2 separate regions of the Zea mays genome follow, and region 1 is linked to region 2. Evidence: chromatin contacts called from public Hi-C data. All regions are on one chromosome and are shown on one strand. Each heading gives the region's core, a stretch centred on a gene start, on an enhancer-like site or on the middle of the called end of the contact. The rest is flanking DNA. Distances are from core to core; before and after follow the strand shown.

Region 1 (4,370 bases), core at 1,089-3,588, 830 kb before region 2:
GAGGACCTTAGGCCGAGAAAGGCCCCAACATTGATGTAGTTCATATTTTCATGGACCAACATACATTCTTGTTACCTTAAAGAATTTGTTAGTCCACACATGTTGCCATTAATTACCAAAACATAAATTAGGGCCTATATGCTCATAGAGTGGATGGTTGGGGGCACACGATGCTGGGGCGCGGAGGCAACTACGATGGGCATCGAGGCCGCCGTCGCTGCATGAGACCATCAAGGGGGAGGTGGGAAGAGAAGAGCACAAGTGTTGGGGCGACACAGTGGCCTGTGAAGAACGATGACGCAGAGGGAGGCATGCTCTATGGACGAGAGAGAGAGAGAGAGAGAGAGAGAGAGAGAGAGAGAGAGAGCAGTAGCAGTTAGAAAGAGGAAGCTGGTGGCAGCCATGGGAGAAGAGGGGACTTGAGGCGGTGGAGGAAGGACCTGACAATGTGAGAGCGTTGCTGAGTGACATAGAGGCAGGGGAGGTGTAGCTCGGGTCACCGGCCGCCGGAGAGTGGAGCATGACCATCCGCACGACAGGGGAGTTGGCGCATGGGGCGTCGACCACCGACGTGACTGGGCAAGGGAGTTGCACGTCTGGCGAGAGGGTAACCGCGATAGTGGAGTGGGGGCATCGCTTGCCGACCGTCGACGTGGTTGGGTAGGGGAGGCACACGCCGAGGGAGATGGGAACCACGACAAGGGTTTCACCAGGTGGTCGCATCAAAGGGGGATGGGGGAGCCTGGCGTAGCCATGGGAGGCTCGCTAGCCATGGAGCAGGCGACGCTTAGAGCTTAGAGAGGGAGAGAGGAAGAAGGCAGAAACAGTGCCCTGATACCATGTTGTAGGGTGAAACTTTTAACCCTAACCATGGTTGGGATGCTATATTAATGATGTGGGCTAATCTAAGCTTGTTACAGCTAACACATCCAATCAAAGAAGAAGAAAAGAAAAATGTCGTTGTGGTTAGCGATGAAAACGGATGGAAAAACCCTTCTCCCGTTTCGCTCATGCAGTTCATTGTCGAAAATGGGTGCAGGAGCGGAACAACCACGGATGGAAACGAGTCTGAGTTACACGGGTTTACGGAAACGAACCAATACAGTCGAAAATTAACCGAAAAACGAACGGAAATTACCTCAACGAAAAAATTACCTGGAAACAAATAATCACAAGGTGTCGTAGTCGTAGTCCAAATTCAAATTCAACAGTCCACTAAACAACGAGAAAATAAGTCCACGTGATTATATGACCACATGTCCACATAGACATTAAACATGTCACACTCACACATTGACACACATACATACATAATAAAAGTTCTTCAAGGTCTTCATGACATCTAGCATTTGCAAATGATTCAAACACCAATTCACCATGACATCGGGCATTTGCAAGATTTCTTCACGGTTTGTCATCTTCAGCCATGAATTGGGAGCAGATACTTGAAATTTAGAAGCAGCAAGCGCTACGAAATTGAAACAAGCAAATGCCTGAATTTTAGAAGCAAACATGTATGCATGTAGGATGCAACAACCAACAAGCATCATTGCGCCAAGCAGCAAGCGTCATTGCACCAAGCAGCAAGCAATTGAAACAAGTAAATGTCTGCTGCTGTTAGAACTTGCAAGCAATTGAAGCAAGCAAGGTGTGAGGTTGATCCACGACTAGACCGCGTGATTACTAATTCTTCGATGGACTGGAGGACTAGAGGTGTGGAGGAGGTCGTTACCTGAAGGCGAAGGTCGATGGTGAGCTGGTTCCGGTGCCGTGCTGCGTGCTGCGTGCTGCACTGCTGGCCCGACGTCTAGCGTGGCCTAGCTGCCGAGATGGCACAAGTGTGTGACAGCGGCCGCGAGCGAAGGTGAGTGGGAGTCCCGTGTCCGTGCTCGACGTGTCTCGACAATGGTGAGTTGGTGAGTCGCGGAGTCGGTCGTTGGCGTGACGGTGCCTGGAGGTGTCTTATGTTGAGCCACGTCACAGCGTCCACGTGCCGAACTGGCAAACATGGGAGTGGGCTTAGGGTTTCACGTGTGTACCGTTCCTTAGCCTATTAGGCTTGTCGCATTGGGCCTAACGGTGAGTGGTGACGGCTTTACAATGTACACCTTGTGGCTGTGGGACTTAATCTTCACGTTAAATTTGGAAATATCCAGATGAAATATAGGATCTCAACAATCAGAACGGAAAATAGTATTTCTCATTTTTGTTTTGTTCCCGCAGACTCTCAACTCGTAACCTGTTTCGTATCTATATTTTCCAAAAATCCGAAAACAGACGAACGATGTATAGAAAACGGAGCTGATAGGAACGAGATTTTTTACATCCATTTTCATCCCTAGCTGTGGTCCCACAGGTCGCACCATTCTCCCCTCTTCTTCCGCCGATACACACGCCCTGCACGGGGGCTCGCCGAGGCTTCAGTTTACTACTGAAGCACGCACCGCAGCGTCTCCACCTTCTGCTCAACCTCCGCTTCCGTAGGTGCCGGCGCTAAGCGAGGATCCCTCCGTTCATCGGTCCCGACGGCACCTCGACTCGTTTCGTCGGTCGCTGGTAAGGAAGCCCTAACTATTTTCTTCCTCGGATTGACTGCTTCCTTTTTCGAGTTGAGATCAGTTCAGTTGGAGAGATTATCTATTTCTATGCTTGTGTGCCCTCGAATCCAAATCTTCCTTTCGTGGTGCGGATGCGTGAACGGTCCTCCAATCCAATCCCCTTCGAGGTACATGGACTGCTTGCTTGCTTGATGTGTGGTGGACCTGTACTGGTAGCAGCATGTAAATTATTAACTTTCTCTTGGGATTGGTGGAAACACCAAAGGTCGCCCCTGGTAATAGCGGAAGAACTTGATCTTATACGTCTTTTTTTTCTTCTTGGGATCTCCTTACGGTTCCAAGATGTACTGGTCTCCACGCCCTTGTTGAAAAGGCTGGCTGAAAGCGACCCTCATTGCTGCAATCACTTGTTCACTCACCTGAATAGTGAATGCTATCTGAAATGTATAACTCCAAACCCTCTGGAAAGAGAAATAAAATGGTACCTGCTAAGTTATTCTCAGACTTACAGCTATCAGCCTACTAATATGTGAATAAATTTGTTAGCTCGCACATTAAATAGGTCAAACATTCATGCTAACTGCCTTACTAAATTTGTTTGATGAGTATGGACGGATTGTACTAAATTTTTGTGATGAATACAGACGAGTTGTACGCCGGCACCTATTGGGCCTGTTTGGTTCAGTTTTTTTCTGACCATATTTTCTGAGAATCTAGCCGTGGAGAGAATCTGGCTGTGGGAAGAATCTGAGTATCGTGGGGATTACGGGCCTGTTTGGTTCGTGTCTAACTGCGCCACACTTTGCCTAAGGTTAGTCGTTCGAATTGAAGAACTAACCTTAGGCAGAAAAGTTAGGCAAAGTGTGGCAAGTTAGGTAGCGAACCAAACAGGCCCTACATGCGGAGAAATATGAAATGGATCAAAGGGTTCAGGATCTAGAAAACGATGGATTCCTACTATCGTTACTACTCGACCGATTCTGTGTTCATTTTGATTTTGAACGGTTTTTAACGATTCTTATAGAAGTGGGCTGAAAAGTTGGGGCGTTTGGCAGTCCGCAACAGCTTTTGGTGGACATAAACTAAAAAAAGCCCAAACAAACAGCTCCATTGACTGATTGATTGCATGTAGTCATGCTGCTTGTGTATGAGGAATGCCTTCTTTCTGAACTTTCCATTTATCTCTAATTGTTGTGTTTTTGTTGCATGTACCGAAGTGGCGACGGGTGATTGACTGCGATATGAGGCAATGGTTATGTTGTAACTGCCACTTTGATGACGAGGAAGATGGCCATGACAAGGAACAGGCCAAAGCTCAGAGCAATAAGATAGACCGTACGATGCTTGCTTTCAATGCTTTTCTTTGTTTGGTCCTGTGAATTCTGGTATGACTGGGCCAGTTGAAGGTTATGTAGGGACCAACCTTTTGTTCTCTCTTGACGTCCATGGGAGTTAGGAAACTTCAGTCGTATTCATTCTGAAGAACAGCTCAGAGCAGTTTTCTGGCCATTCACAGAAAGTTTTCATGTTCTTTAATGTGAATCAGATTATTACTGGATTCACATGTACAGATAAGGCAGATGAAGAATTTCTGATATGATTTCCGGGACTGGCTACAAACTTGATATATAAGTCAACCATCAGTGTTTCTTAGTGTAATTCTGATACTGGCGAATACAGGGATATGTCTTAGTCAAATGTGTAGATAGCATATACAAAGAAACCATCATATTGTTTTTTTTAATATAAAATGCTTGAACATCAGTCTTCCGAGGCAAAGATCTCATTATAGTGTTTCTCATATCACATATA
Region 2 (3,985 bases), core at 881-3,380:
CCACCTTAAAATACTTCCAGCAATTGGCTCGCTTCGCCCTATTGACCTTACACTTTGAAGGAGATAATGGAACATCACCCTTTGCCCTTTTGACTCCTCTCTTTGCATTATGAACTTGTGCCACCTGAACCTCATCTTCACCTTGGCTCCCACCATCCTCTGAAGATAGGCTTAGAGAGAAATCATCCTCCATGTCAAGGCTATTGTCCTCCTCCTTGTCTTCCTCCTCTATAGAATTGGTTGTTGGTTCCTGCATTTCAATCCAACATTACAATCTAGCATACAACAAAGAATGTGAAGACAACAAAAGCTTAGCATTTGAAGTTTTGGATACTCACCATAGATATAGAAACATTAGACCGATTGCCGGACGCCGATGATGCTGTCACTGCAGGCATCTTCTGCATCGAAATGGGTGGCTTCTTTGTGAGTTGCTTGGTTCGAGTTCGAGACCCCAAACTTGCTGGCAATGGAGTGTTCTCCTCCTCCATAGGGGCATAGGGTTGGATGCCTGGATATCGACGCTGAGTCCGCAGACGCTGAGACGCAGTGAGCCTGACGCTGGAGACCTGGAGTGGACTGTTGGAGGCTTGGAGCCTAGAGCGGTGGCCATTTGGGCGCGCGGCCGCGCGCGATGCCGGTGCCTGGTGGCCGGTTGGCCACTGCCCGCTGGCGCTGTGCCGCGGTGCTGCCTGGACTGCTGCTCCGCCTGGCCGGTGGTCGGTGGAGACGAGTGGAGCGCCGAGCCGCCGTCCGCCGAGTCGCTGTCGGCCGTCGCCGACGCCGAGACACCTAGGGTTTGCGCGCGGCTGAGGCCTGAGCGGGAGCGGCTGAGTGGCTGATGCCGACTGGAGTCTGGTCTCTGCCTCTCTGGTGTCTGGAGTGGATCAGTTGAGCAGTACGCCGTTTGCCGAGCCTGGAGCGGTGGCCCGTGGCCATTTGCCCGTGTGGCCGTGTGCGGTGCCTGTTGAGCGGTGAGCGTTGGGCCTGGCCGCCTGGGCTTACGACTGATGGGCCAAACAAGTGATTAAGTGAAACTGTGAAAGGCCGGCCCGAATTGGAATGCTGCAATGTGGCAGCTCGGTTAGCTCGCGAGCTGGCTCGAGATCAGCTCGAGCTGGCTCGTTAAGAAACCGAGCTGGGACGCTGGCTCAACTCGTGTAAAAATTTAAACGATCCGATCCTAGTCGAGCTGAGCAGGCTACGAGCCGAGCGAGCCAACGAGCCACGAGTTTTTCGTCCAGCCCTATATGTTGATACTGCTTTGTTCTACATTCACCATTGCAAACAAAAGTGATGTTTTTTTCCTAGTAGCATGTCAATGATGTGGGCATAAATCATCAAGATTATATTACTAGTTTCTACTCCATATTACTGGTACAAAATTTCACATTCATTCACAATATACTAATGTAACATCTATTTGGTGTTGCGTTAGAAATAGCAAAACATTACATTAAATGTTGATCAATAATGAAAATGTCTCAAGGAATATACTCCATCACAATTGGAATGCCCATGTGAGCCATGTCGTTATTTTCCAGTCGACTTTTGATTTTTATTTTCTAGCATATATTATTCTACCCCAAGAGAATGGTCATGTATGTTTTCCTAGATATAAATTTTATATCAACAACGAATATTTCGTAAGCAACAGATATAGGATTCTTGCATCGCCGTTATGCTCGGTTGTCACCATATCTTGGCGTTATCACTGACTACCATTTTGTCGGGCATTCATCATCGCAGCAGCTGAATAATATGCCTCTAGATATATATATTTTTTCAATGCGGATCTATGAGATTTTGTTAGTAGTTACATTATTAATCAAACATCCCCGTATTAATTTTTGAAAGACGGATTTCGTAAGTGAGATGGTTGAAATCGTCGCATGGGCATCCATAAAACACCTGTGATTCTGAACGCGGCAAACTTTTGTACTAGCGCTTTCCATCCCAAAATTACCTCCCATTTCCATCTGTTCAACTCTAGTAGTTGGCGCGGCCCTTTCCTTGGCCGTCTTTCCTTTTTCTTTTCGCCTCCCTTTTTCTGCGCCCACCGACACTCCTCTCCTTCTCCCCCAATTTTCTTTAAAAATCCCCGCTCGCTAAATCCCCTCCCACCGACGCCTGTCGCCACTGGCACGCATTCCTGCTCTCCTCTCCTCTTCTCCCTCGTCGGTGCGGCGTGGCGCGGCTCGGCGTTCGGTGAGAAACCACTCGGGGATGAGGATCTGCTGCTAGAGTGAGAGGAGCTACGGTCAGTATCCTCTGCCTTCGTCGGCGGCGGAAGTGGAGGGGAGGAAGCGATGGAGGCGAGCGCCGGGCTGGTGGCCGGCTCCCACAACCGCAACGAGCTCGTCGTCATCCGCCGCGACGGCGATCCCGGGGTACGCGCGCGCTTCAATTTTTCCGGCTGGCTTGCGAGAGGAGCGAGCGTTACGTTGCTGTTTTTTTTCCCTTTCTAACTTTTGCTGTCTGCTGTGTGCGCGCTCGCGTGCGTGCAGCCGAAGCCGCCGCGGGAGCAGAACGGGCAGGTGTGCCAGATTTGCGGCGACGACGTCGGCCTTGCCCCCGGCGGGGACCCCTTCGTGGCGTGCAACGAGTGCGCCTTCCCCGTCTGCCGGGACTGCTACGAATACGAGCGCCGGGAGGGCACGCAGAACTGCCCCCAGTGCAAGACTCGATACAAGCGCCTCAAGGGTGGGTGTCCCCAACCCCATCCACCGAAATGCAGCTCCACTACCCTGGCGCTAATGCATTAGTCGGGCGGCATTCGATGATTCTTCTTTAGTCTCAATTGCCCACTCAGCTCGGTCCTATGCGCCGGACTTTGTTTGCAGGCTGCCAGCGTGTGACCGGTGACGAGGAGGAGGACGGCGTCGATGACCTGGACAACGAGTTCAACTGGGACGGCCATGACTCGCAGTCTGTGGCCGAGTCCATGCTCTACGGCCACATGAGCTACGGCCGTGGAGGTGACCCTAATGGCGCGCCACAAGCTTTCCAGCTCAACCCCAATGTTCCACTCCTCACCAACGGGCAGATGGTACTGTTACTGCCGAATCCAAGTATCACTATTCGCTTGCCACCTCCGTTTGTGGGATATTGGTGTGCCAATGGCTCAATTGCTTGTTTCTGGTCTGATCGCAGGTGGATGACATCCCACCGGAGCAGCACGCGCTGGTGCCTTCTTTCATGGGTGGTGGGGGAAAGAGGATACATCCCCTTCCTTATGCGGATCCCAGCTTACCTGGTATGTATCTGGATGATCATCAGCCAAAACATAGTTGTGGTCATGGTGCCCTGAATGTAACTGATTAACGGTTGTTGTGTTCCAGTGCAACCCAGGTCTATGGACCCATCCAAGGATCTTGCTGCATATGGGTATGGTAGTGTTGCTTGGAAGGAACGGATGGAGAATTGGAAGCAGAGACAAGAGAGGATGCACCAGACGGGGAATGATGGTGGTGGTGATGATGGTGACGATGCTGATCTACCACTGTATGACCCTCAAAACTGTTTGATTCTTGTTACTTTTATGCCTCTTTAATGCTTTATGCTATTTGGTTACATGAATTTGTCCAAATTAATTTCCAAAATAGTCCATCCTCTGTTCAGGATACCATTTTTTCCTTTGTCATAATTATCACTCACAAAAAAGTAGCATTTCCAATTTTCTTAGTAAAATGAAAGAAACTGGTCGATTCATATTTTTAGTTTTGCCTTTGTTTGTATGAATCAATGATCGCAATGCACGATAGGCCAGCATAGTGTGTGCTCTATAAAATTTAACTTATTTGCCTGCATGTATCTTTGTATATTTACTACATGTCACCTTCTATTTGGTATTTCCAGAAGCAGATCTTTGCTTCTGTCTTGTTACTAGCTACTAGACCCAAGTACTAGATTTTACCTGATTTTTTCTTTCTTTACCAGAATGGATGAAGCAAGACAACAACTGTCCAGGAAAATTCCACTTCCA

Evidence for each region. Hi-C and Micro-C count contacts between places; a contact is called where the count stands out from the background.
Region 1: a Hi-C map of ear shows a contact between it and region 2, with 1.7 times the contacts expected there. The contact joins the promoter of LOC100273536 here to the promoter of LOC541805 in region 2. A contact is called at or near these places in 2 of 25 Hi-C or Micro-C datasets (ear and tassel).

The regions. Positions count from the first base shown.
Region 1 is chr7:38,852,229-38,856,598 of Zm-B73-REFERENCE-NAM-5.0, reverse strand. LOC100273536 (putative protein kinase superfamily protein) reads left to right here and starts at 2,338. Exons shown (of 8, transcript NM_001147954.1): 1 at 2,338-2,556; 2 at 3,776-3,893. The coding sequence starts at 3,800.
Region 2 is chr7:38,022,824-38,026,808 of Zm-B73-REFERENCE-NAM-5.0, reverse strand. It overlaps LOC541805 (cellulose synthase 7), which reads left to right and starts at 2,130. Exons shown (of 14, transcript NM_001111487.2): 1 at 2,130-2,390; 2 at 2,508-2,703; 3 at 2,844-3,049; 4 at 3,154-3,256; 5 at 3,342-3,504; 6 at 3,940-3,985. The coding sequence starts at 2,310.